Regions from separate parts of the Aedes albopictus genome. Here region 2 is linked to region 1. A link is a contact called in public Hi-C data. All regions are on one chromosome and are shown on one strand. Each heading gives the region's core, a stretch centred on a gene start, on an enhancer-like site or on the middle of the called end of the contact. The rest is flanking DNA. Distances are from core to core; before and after follow the strand shown.

What was found. Hi-C and Micro-C count contacts between places; a contact is called where the count stands out from the background.
Region 2: a Hi-C map of whole body shows a contact between it and region 1, with 8 times the contacts expected there. The contact joins the promoter of LOC109407713 here to the promoter of LOC109431296 in region 1. A contact is called at or near these places in 2 of 3 Hi-C or Micro-C datasets (embryo and whole body).

What each region holds. Positions count from the first base shown.
Region 1 is chr3:237,608,406-237,614,250 of AalbF5, reverse strand. It overlaps LOC109431296 (ecto-NOX disulfide-thiol exchanger 2), which reads right to left and starts at 3,936. Exons shown (of 5, transcript XM_029868416.2): 1 at 3,773-3,936; 2 at 2,514-3,677. The coding sequence starts at 3,821.
Region 2 is chr3:237,852,743-237,858,828 of AalbF5, reverse strand. LOC109407713 (gametocyte-specific factor 1 homolog) reads right to left here and starts at 1,273. Exons shown (of 1, transcript XM_062859677.1): 1 at 1-1,273. The coding sequence starts at 1,051. The coding sequence ends at 509. All of the region lies in intron 2 of LOC115264580 (F-box/LRR-repeat protein 16), which reads right to left.

The sequences.
Region 1 (5,845 bases), core at 2,687-5,186:
GTAAAACTTACAACGACAAGTGGGACTGGATACTAAGGGCCTGTCCATAAACTACGTAGACTCTTAGGGGGGGACGGGGGGGTCTGGCCAAAGTCTACGCTCCATACAAATTTCGAAAATTTTGTATGAACAAAAGTCTACGGAGGGGGAGGGGGGGTTCTAAGATGGCCCAAAATGAGTCTACGTAGTTTATGGACAGCGCCTAACAGTGTGTAAGACTGCAATTCTTCAATAAAAGCTGAACTGCCCGTTTAATAGGAAGGTAGACTGAATGCCATTTGGTATGTCAGAATTATTTTCAATGTTCGCGAGAAATATCTCAATTAGAACGTTGGTCGTAATGATGGCTACAGGTATTTCGAACAAGCCAACGCTTCACCTCACTATTCAAAATAATAAATTTTAATGCCACACAATCAAAACTAATCCATTACAACTTATCCAAACTTAAAATCATTTAGACACGGTTGGAGGACATTTACTGTTAACTTCAAATTTATAAACTAGAAATCACAAGAATCTCGATATACCTGTCATGGACATTTTATAAAACACAAAAAATAAACTCATAAATTAGTGATCTCGATTCTAAACCGTACTAACAGTTCTGCTAAACAGAATATTTGAGAATCCTGATGATTTTTATTATTAACGTCTGAGATAGAACATCAAAGGGCCCATATAGCCGAGGCGGTAAACGCACGGGTATTCAGCATGACCATGCTGAGGGTGACGGGTTCGATTCCCGGTCGGTCTAGGATCTTTTCGTAAAGGAAATTTCCTTGACTTCCTTGGGCATAGAGTATCTTCGTGCCTGCCACACGATATACGCATGCAAAATGGTCATTGGCAGAGGAAGCTCTCAGTTAATAACTGTGGAAGTGCTCATAGAACACTAAGCTGAGAAGCAGGCTTTGTCCCAGTGAGGACGTTACGCCAAGAAGAGGAGAGAGAGGATAGAACATCAAACTTTCTTAAGAAGGTCTTAAAGTGCCTATAATTTTGGCCAGACAATTTTCGACCAAATTCAAGATTTAAATTCATTCTCTTTCGTTAAGTTTCACCTCATGTTGGAAACAATGCAATTATATTTTGTGATCAATAAACAATAATACCAAAGTTATTGCATTTGAATAAAGCTATTTCAAAGGGAGATTTATAAACCTAAACATCGCATCACCATCACTGCCTATAATTTTGGCCAGTACTGTATGTACGTTGAGTTATTTAAAAATCATGATAGCATTTTTGGCAAGCCATCTTGATGTAGCAACTGAATTAGAACCGATATAGATTAATTTCACAGTTTATTACCCGTGAATTAGTTTAATCAATTTAGTCAGTCAAGCCTATAGTTGATCGCTGACAGTAGTAAGTAAATTATATTATTGTTTAAAATTAAAATGAATCCAATATTAGTTGTTTTAGGTCGTTGGGCGAGCTGTTGGAAGTGTCGCGTATTTGCATCGCTTAACTGAGCGAGCTTCTAGATATACTTGTAAATGCTGAATTGTGATTAGGGTCGTGTCCACGTTTGGATTGAAACTACATTGATAGCCGTAGAGACAAACGAATTTGTTGGACATCGTATATCCATAAGAGACCAATCTATATATATAAAAATGCAGTGGCATACGTGGGACCGCGCATAACTTGCGAATGGATGGTCCGATTTGGGTCGTCTAAGTTTTGTTCTGTTAGTTTTCACCCAAGGAAGGTTTATGAAGCAAAAAAAACATGGAAAAATTGAGAGTTTTAAAAAATCGGGTTATCATGCATTTTGAACGGGAACTTGAACTTGGCTAGCGACTTGAAACGTCAAAAAACGCAGTAGGCAAGACAAAGTTTGCCGGGTACAGCTAGTTTGTAAGTATAATGTAAGTATAACACAACTCTACCATTGAAGGTTTGTAACTAATAAAATAAATTTAGCTTCAAGATCTACGTCACCCAACACGTTTCTCTGAAGAAGGTCGACAAAAAGAAAGATCCAACATCATGCTTCACCGTGTGTTACCCATTACCAAATGAATACCTGAAACGAATGATTAATTTATGGAGTTTCTACATCCCTACGGCACAAGTTCCGCCGTTATTTTTATAGATAAATTGCTGAATAATTCCCTAAGGAATCTTAACTGAACGTCTTGCAGAAATAATCGGAGAAATGCTGACGGCATTTCTAGAGCAGCTACATATACCTATATTCATGCGTCCTCAAATCACAATGTCTAATTCTGTTACATGTTTTCACTTGAAAAATTAAATTAAAACAACACATCGCACCCCATCCCAACTTACTTCAATGGTTTTGATGAGCATGTTTCTGATCGGGAAAAAGCAATAGTCGGAGAGAGAGAGAGAGGGGGATAGGGAGACTTGTGTGTGTGCTAGCAATCTAGAATAGGTCGCTTCTTACCACATATTTTTGCGCCTCATTAGGAGTCGATCGATCTAGGCTAAGATTCTTTGCCAAATAAGAGCAACAAAAATGGAGAACTGCGTCTACTTACATTGGCTCAACATGCACTGCATCTGCTTCCGGTAGTGCTCTTTGGCGCGGCACAGTTCCTCATCGGTGATGCCTTTCTCGTTAAGTAGGCGCCGCACATGCGAGTTGGTGCTCTGGATCATGGTGTAGAAGCTGTTGGCATTTTTCTTGTTGCAGTCGCCACGTTCGAGCCAGGCGATCAATGTCTGAACCGCTTTGATGAATGTTTCGTCGGTTTTTAGCTTTTCAGCTACTGAAGTGGCCTCATGTTCGGTGTAGTGGGCGATAGGCTGAGGCGACAGCGGCCTGAGGCGATCGTCCTCGACCCGTTCCCGATGGCGACGCTCTCGTTGGAGCTTCCGCTGGCGGCATTCAAAGTCGTACTGATCATCTCGAGCATGGGCGTAGTCGACGTGCAGCTGTCCAAAAGTTGCCGGATCTTTCGGCTCCGGTGAGGTGAAATTGAACCCTCCGGTACTCAGCTTGACCCGATAACCGGATAGGTAGATTGCCGAGTCCACTGATGCCTCGTACACGAACCGGATATGACAAAAGTTCTTTTTCGAAAACCTAAGGGTCGTTATTTCACCGCATCGTTCAAAAATCTCCCGGATAATTTCCTCGGTTATGGAGTTCGGAAGACCGCCCACGAAGACCGTTCTACACCCGGGAGGACGATCAATCGTCTTCGGTGACGGTAAATTCGGATTCGGCGGAAACATGGTACACGATTTGCAGTAAATGATCTCCTTGCTGCCATCCTCAGGTCTAACGATTCCCAGATTCTGCTGACTCAGTTCCACGCCCGGATTTATTTGCTGAGCGGTCATAACGGGAAATGTCTGCATTCCGATCAGCGATGAGCCATCCATCATGTTCATCATTCCCGGGGCCATCATCATAAACCCTTGCGGCTGGGGAATCAACCCATTAAACAGTATCTGCCCACCGGCTTCCACTCCCCCGAGCGGACCACTTTTGTCCTTTTTCTCTCCAACCACCACCTCCTTCATCGAATCCCTCTCCGAAGCCGATTCCAGATCCATCGGAGCAACTCCGGATTGTTGTGTTTGATTCTGTTTGCGGGCATACTCCATCTGACTGTTGCCCAATAACGAAGCACTGGTCGTAGCGATAGGCTGTGCGAGGAATCCACTTCCACCGGCAATGCTGCCCATTATGGGATCTACAAAAAAAAATCCACACGTAAGAAAAATCGATTTTCCACTATCCAAACACAAAAACTTCACTCTTGAAACCGTTAGTTAGGAAAATACTTACGCATTGTGGCAATAGCGTTGCCGGAGAGTGAATTTAACGTGAAGGACATGACTTCGACGTCGTGGCCTATTTAGGTCACTGCAAAATCGAACGCAAAATCACGGACTGCGGGTTTTTACGTAAACAACTCCGTCGCGAAAATTTCACTTTTTCAGCAAGAAGTTCGATAAAAAAAAATGCGAAACACGGGATAAACGTCAAATAAGAAGAGAGATGTACACGATGAAAACTGGTACTGTATGAGAACATCTAGTACGTTTAGCGTGTTTCTTATTGGAAATCTAGTACACCGCCAAACACGACTTATCTGATTACAGTGCTCGACAAAATTTTACAAAAATGGGGCACGTTCGGTGTAGTACTAGATTTGTAGTAATGAGCTGAATTTTTGTATGGTGAGAAGGTCAATTCTCCGTTTCTGCAATGAAATGGTGCAAAAAGTGTGGGTATGGGGCACGTTCGGTGTAGTACTAGATTTGTAGTAATGAGCTGAATTTTAGTATGGTGAGAAGGTCAATTCTCCGTTTCTGCAATGAAATGGTGCAAAAAGCGTGGGTATTATGATTCCTTGCCTAATTTGATGCTGTTTGAGCAAAACTTTGGATAACTATGTTGTTTATGTTACAAGAAATGGAGAAAACAACAACATTGTTGCCCAAAGTTTTGCTCAAACAGCATCAAATTAGGCAAGGAATCATAATACCCACGCTTTTTGCACTATTTCATTACAGAAACGGAGAATTGACCTTCTCACCATACTAAAATTCAGCTCATTACTACAAATCTAGTACTTCACCGATCTGTCCTATTATGATTCCTTGCCTAATTTGATGCTGTTTGAGCAAAACTTTGGATAACTATGTTGTTTATGTTGCAAGAAATGGAGAAAACAACAATACTGTTGCCCAAAGTTTTGCTCAAACAGCATCAATTTAGGCAAGGAATCATAATACCCACACTTTTTGCACCATTTCATTGCAGAAACGGAGAATTGACCTTCTCACCATACAAAAATTCAGCTCATTACTACAAATCTAGTACTTCACCGATCTGTCCTATTGGTGTTATGGGATGAGAAAAAAAGACCCTAGAAGCACCGACGAACTGACGTGACTCTCGATCTCAGGACATGACCGAAAACATTACACGATTAATTCAAAAGCCAGTGATCGCAAATGTCAAACTGAAGTGACGTTTGACAAAATGATGACGCCCATGCAGGCGTCGTCTTGACCGAATAATTTGTAAACAAAAGCACGTGATAGCCGGTAATATGAGTCTGCTGCTTCGCGGGCACTCAGAATGTAGCATTTTACGGTTTACTTAAGCATTTGAATATGAAAATTGAATAATTTAGTTCAACGCCTCAGCCGTAGTTAAATAACACCAAATTTTGGTGGTTGTTACCATCTGTATACGCACCGGATTCAACGAGCGTCGCGACGATGTTGCTGTCTCTGTTGCTGCTGCTGGTGCCGTTAAGATATCGAGTGCTTAGGCGATCACTATTTCACGTTTCGAACTGAGAAATATTATCAAATTGAGAACTTACATTGTTTAGTCATTAATAAATTGCTTCAAGAACATTTACTTTGGTTCTTATGATGAAATTATTGTGTCCTGATGTATAGTTAAATAGCAAAATAGCAAAAGAACGGCAACGGCAGTGATGACGATGAGGGCGACGCCGCCGACGACGCCACAGAATGTCAACATCCACGCTACAATAAATCCAAGAAAATAATGAAATTATGTGAGACTTATGAGTGTTCAAAGCTTGCAAAAAGCTATATTTTGAACAGAATTAATTGATTTTTTTCTTTTCTTCGTCAATCATGTGAAGTATGAGTAATCATTCCCATTGTATTGACGTTTATAGAGCATCGTTCGACCTTTGAAAAATCTTTCCATTCGAACACACGTTTGCGTGGTATTATTTAAGAGTGATCGATATTTTTTGGTCAAAATACTTCTGAACAAAAATCAACAGATGGCATTAGTGTTTCAACGGTTTTCAATTTGAAATTTCGGACGCGCATTTCATGAACCTTCGTACTAGCCTGCACGTCAGTT
Region 2 (6,086 bases), core at 24-2,523, 250 kb before region 1:
CAATTATCCTGAAAAGATTCTAATATATAATTCAATATTGATTCTCTGCCATCATCATAATTATCAAACAAGGTTTTTTTTATTTGTAGTTCTCAAAAGTGCCGATTGATCTGCGCTGAAGCTTTCTCACTGTTGAAAATAATATCGTAATTGAAAATGATCGATAGTTAATGTCATTCAGATCATCAATCATTAGATATATGCCAATGAATTCTATTTGTTCTACATTAAGGTCTGTTTATGAATTGATCACGCTTTGTTTACATTCAGTGTACAAGCGATTACCTACTTTTTAAGCTTCAGTATTTTATTTGAAAACCAAAATCTGAATCGTTGAAACAAGAGCTAGAAAATGGAAGTGCTGTTTTGTTGGCAATGCGTCATCTCTGCAGTCTGAACACAGCATAAAGATTCCCGTATTATCACGGTTTTAACAGTATATATGAAACATAAACAATTATGACCTCATTGCCAGTAACAGGCAAACGACGAAACATAAATATTTTAATCACTCTTTTAACTTCAAATCCTCCAACCGGAGCCGTTCACTCTCGTAGAATGCTTTCTTCTCCGATGGCGTCTTCAAGGTTGCTTTTCTAATCACTTTTGCCGTTTCGCAGTATTTTTGTGGGTTGTATGCCGGGGCATTCATATCATCCCAACATTCATCGTCGTCCAGCAGGGATGACTTTTGCTCAGGTTCTGGCTCCTCGTCACTCGTTTTGTCTCGGTACTTTTTGTACAGGTCCTTGGGAGGGCTGTTATTGTAAACAAGCTCCGGCTCTTTCATGTCTTTTTCCTTTGTTCCCGTCGTGATGTAGTACTTGTATGTTTCGAAGGAAGCACGGTCTTCACAGTTCTGAGCGTGCAATTTTAGCTCCAGCGCTGCCACTCGATGGGATTCGTTGAACGGACAGGAAACAAATTTCTGATTCGGGTGGTTTTTTCGGCACTTGAAAAGATGTTTGGACATAGCGTGAGCTTGGATCCTGTGTGCCTTTTCGTATGGACACTGCAGTAATTCATTGTATCCGGGTGGGGTAGTAGCCATTGCTAGATTTGAAGCTAACTTTTTTCCTCGCAAAAAACAACTCAATTCCGATAAACTTAACTTCACGAACTACTTCTTATAATGAACTTCTAAAAGACACGTCATACGTTTACGAAAGCTTTGGTAGTAAAACGAAAATTTGGAATTTTCTACCTAAATTTCATAACACAGCCGATCGATTTCACAACATAACAAAGTATTTGACAGACGCTCTAGTACTGCACACTCCACTGAGTAAGGACTATCTGCGCATGTGCGCTAGCACTGTTGATGGCAGAGCAGGAAGGTAACCCAATCGAAACTGGTGTGCGTAGTAATGCATTGAATAGAAGAATAAATATTTTCGTTGTACACATTCGTTGCGTTCGGCCTGGTAGTGGCATGCGAATTTCCAACATAAAAACAGGCCTGATAAGCTGTTCAAATAGTTGAGACATGGAAAATCTCTCTCTTGTTAATTTCTGCAGATGTTAAAGGCCGTATCAATAGTGTTAACCGTGGAATTCACTTCACACTGACCTCAAAATACGACTGAAGATAGGAGATTGAACCCATTTTACTAGGAATATTGTCAGCGTCATTATTTATTCTCAATTAAATTATAAAAATGGGCAATATAGTCTTTAAAAATTATTTGTGTTCATCTAATCATTCGATCTTTATTAATAGGGTTGATCGAACAGAGGAGAGTTTTAAGGTCGAAGAAGTCATCAACATTGAAATTTCGAATGCAGTTTTTCCATCAAGACATAAGGCAGCGTCCATATAATACGTAACGCTAAAATCGGCATTTTTCAACCCCCCTCCCCCCTCCGTAACCCTTTTTGTATGAAAATTTTTGTATGAGCCGTAACCACCAGGGTGCGAGGCCGCCATGTTTAAGAATCCAACATCTTGTATGTAAACATTTGTGTATCCACAAAGGATTCCATTGTGGATACACGATAGATGTTGGCTCCTGTCAGATGCATTAGGTGGGATTAGGGTTGCCACATACGTGGCCGTAACGCTTGGCTGCACTTCCCCCCTCCCCCTAGAGCGTTACGTAATTTGTGGACGGCGCCTAATTGTTGGTTATGAAAATACTTATCGTCATTTTATTGTGGATTTACCGGCTACTTGTATTCTACCGGTTACTTGAGTAGCCGTTACAAAGTAGCCGTTTTCATATAAAAGTCAACTTGATTGTCAAAAAATGCATGTCGCTGAATAGCTAGTGGCAACGAGGAATAGCGCATACAATAAAAATGTTTAAACACATTTTTATGTTACTTTTTTTTTTATAAAACGGCTACTTTGGAGGCCATACTGAAGCGACCGGTAGAATACAAGTAACCGGTAAATCCACAATATTCAGTAGAAATATTAAACGCTTACCAACAAGAACCGTCATCCCACTAATTGACATTTGTTACCTGTAAAGAAAGAGAAAAAAAAAACATTAATATGGAACTATTGAAAACTGATCAATTTATTTCAAACGAAGATATGACTAAATTTTACATGCTTGTGGCAAGGCTCAAGTAACGAAGAGTTTACATTTGTTCTTCTTCTTCTTCTTTTTTATGGCTCGACGTTCGCATTGGAACTTGGCCTGCCTCTCTTCAACTTAGTGTTCTCAGAGCACTTCCACAGTTATTAATTGAAGGGCTTTCTTTGCCTGCCATTGCATGAATTTGTATATTGTGAGGCAAGTACAATGATACACTATGCCCAGGGAGTCGAGAACATTTTCCCGACCGGAACGGGAATCGAACCCGCCGTCTCCGGATTGGCGATCCATAGCCTTAACCACTAGGCTAACTGGAGACCCAGTTACATTTGTAAGTAGTTTTAAATTCGAGTAAGTGGAAGTTAGCGAAACTACGGACTTGACCGGCGCTGTTATTGATCCAACATGTATGAGCAGCTTAAATTGACAATGAGTTGAGTGTCCCAGCCCCTTATTCAGTTGAATATATGTGCAATTCAGTTCAATCACGGAGAAGCAACCATTGACGTGCGGTCAGTCTAAGCTAAGCTAAGAAGATCTCATGGAAATTCCGTCTTGAAGATCTCCAGGAAACCCGTCACAAATTACAACTCGCAAGATTTCCTACAGGAATTAATCCAGGAATTTCTGAAGAAGCTCCTGTGGGACATTCTCCGGAAATTCCACTTTCAGAATTTCTCATAGTAATGCTTAATTTCTTCAGAAGTTCCTCTGGAGCCAGCACCTTCAGGAGTTGTTCGTGAATTCCTTTAAAAATCTACTGGAATTCGTTCGTTTCCTAGAGATATTTTTCAAGTACTTTGACTGACTTTTCTCCAGAAGGTACTCTAGCAATCCTGTCACGGGATTCTTTGAGGAGTTTCTTTAAGATCTCTTTAAGATGCAGAGCAAGCACGATGATCTTGTCAATCGCTGCTCGGCGACAGGTCTTATCTTCAATGTTAACAAGACCAAATCGTTAGATTTAAACACGGCCAACCCTTCCAAATTTACGGTAGCTGGACAAGCAGTGGATAATTTTGATAGCTTCCAATATCTTGGCAGCCAAATGGTGGCCGATGGTGGCACCCTGTGGCACCAAGATCGACATAGGACGGATCAAGAGAGCGAAGGCTCATTTTGCGACTCTAAGAAATGTGAAATTTGGTTTGTATCAGTGGAGAACACTCAACTGCTGCAGGTCTTCATCAACAGATGCCTGCGGTATATAATTCATGAATGATGGCCTCACAATTAGATCTCTATCGTGGATCTCCATCGTCGATGTCATCTAAAGCCGATAGCGACAGAAATTCGGGAGCGAAAGTGGAGATGGGTCGGCCCCACTTTACGCAGGGGCGTAATCTGCAACAAGCGTAAGATTGGAACTCAGCAGGACATCGCAGCAGAGGCAGACCCAGAGGCTCATGGCGGCGCAGCCTCAACAACGAAATAAAGCAGGTCGACAGAAATTTAACCTGGTCACGGGTCAAGGCGATGGCTGGCAATCGCCCAGGATGGAAATCTTTCAATTCGGCCCTCTGCACCACCATGATGGGTGCCCAGGACTGAAAGTAGTATGTATGAGCAGCTTAATTTGCACTTTGGGAAAAAGTAGAGTGTCCTAGCTCCTTATTCAGTTGAATCTCAGTGCAATTTCTACCAGTTCAGTTCAATCACAGATAAGCAACCATCGACAGTCTAAGCTAAGTTAACAAGTTCTTAGGGGAGCGAATACAAGAGAAGGTCCCCCGGGAGACCTCCACGATTTCCTATGGAAATCCCGCCTTGAAGTCCTCCAGAGGGCCCGTTGCAAAAAACACCTCGCAAGATTTCCTCCAGAAATTAATCAAGAAAATGACACCTTCAAGACTTCTCAAGCCTGATTTCTTCAGAAGTTCCTCTGAAAGCACCGTATTCGTGAATGAGTTCCGGTAAGTTCAGGAGTTCCTCTATATTATGTTTCCAGTTCAAAACCGAATTAGCGACATTTTTTCTTTGACTTCCGCTGCTTTTGCCTTGCGTTAAACACAATGTCGGAAGTGGGGCGCTGTATAGAGCACCAGGTGTACGATACAGCGCCCCACTTCCGACATTGTGTTTAACGCAAGGCAAAAGCAGCGGAAGTCGAAGAAAAAATGTCGCTAATTCGGTTTTGAACTGGAAACATAATACAGTACTTCGTCTGACTTTTCTCCAGAAGGTCCTCTAGGGCAGGATTGCCGTCACGGAATTCATTACAGGTATTCTTCAGATGGTTCTTTAGAAATTCCTTGAGGAGTTCCTTCGAAAACTTATAAGGATTTTCTTTAAGATCTCTTTGCACGATCTTTTTAAGATGCAGAAAAAGCTCAATAATCTTGCCAATCGCTCCTCAGCGCCAGGTCTTAAAAAATCGACATAGGTGCACGAATCAAGAAGGCAAGGGCTGCTTTTGCGAGCTGTAGGGAAAAACGACCAGATTAGCCGATGCACCAAAATCCGTTTTTTTTACTCGAACGTGAAATCTGTACTGGTGTACGCCAGTGAAACTTGTTGTGTATCAGTGGAGATCTCTTTGGACTGCGATTGCGATAGAATTTAACTTCAAAATGGCTTTTCCAGTCAGGTCATTTGACGACTGACGTACTTCGGCCTAATGACCTGGAATTCCATGGAGGAACACCAATGCCGTGGATTTCCAGGAGGAAGTCACAGAGGAATTCCTCGGGAAAGTCCTAGAGAACTTATCGGATGAACCCCTAGAGGAATTCCTGGAGCAACTCCTAGTTGGATGCTCAGAGATATTCCTAGAGGAATTTCCGGAGTAACTCTTTTTGAAATTCCTGGAGGTACTCTCTCTCTCTTTCTCTCTTCTTGGCGTAACGTCCTCACTGGTACAAAGCCTGCTTCTCAGCTTAGTGTTCTATGAGCACTTCCACAGTTTTTAACTGAGAGCTTCCTCTGCCAATGACCATTTTGCATGTGTATATCGTGTGGCAGGCACGAAGATACTCTATGCCCAAGGAAGTCAAGGAAATTTCCTTTACGAAAAGATCCTGGACCGACCGGGAATCGAACCCGTCACCCTCAGCATGGTCATGCTGAATACCCGTGCGTTTACCGCCTCGGCTATATGGGCCCTGGAGGTACTCTTAAAGGCTTTTCCGGAACAAACTCCCGGTATTTCCAGAGGAAGTCCAAATGAAATTCTCGTGACAACTCATTGTGAATTTCAAGGGGAAACTCCTAGAGGAATTGCTTAAACACTGATAGAGGAATTCTCGAAGAAACTCCTAGAGGTATTCCTGAAGGTACACGTAGAGGAATTCCCGAAGAAACTGCTAGGGAATTTCCCAATAGGATTCCTAGAACAAATCTCTGAACAACTGCTTGTGGAATTCCCGGAGGTACTTTTAGAGGAATTTCTGGGGCTAACTCCCGGTATTCTCAGAAGAACTCCTGAAGGAATTCCTGAAGCAACTCCTCGTGTAAATCCTTGAGAACTCTAGAGGAATTCCCGAAGGAACTCCAAGGGGAATTCTCGGAGGAAATTCTTGGGGAATTCCCGGGGGAACTCCTAGA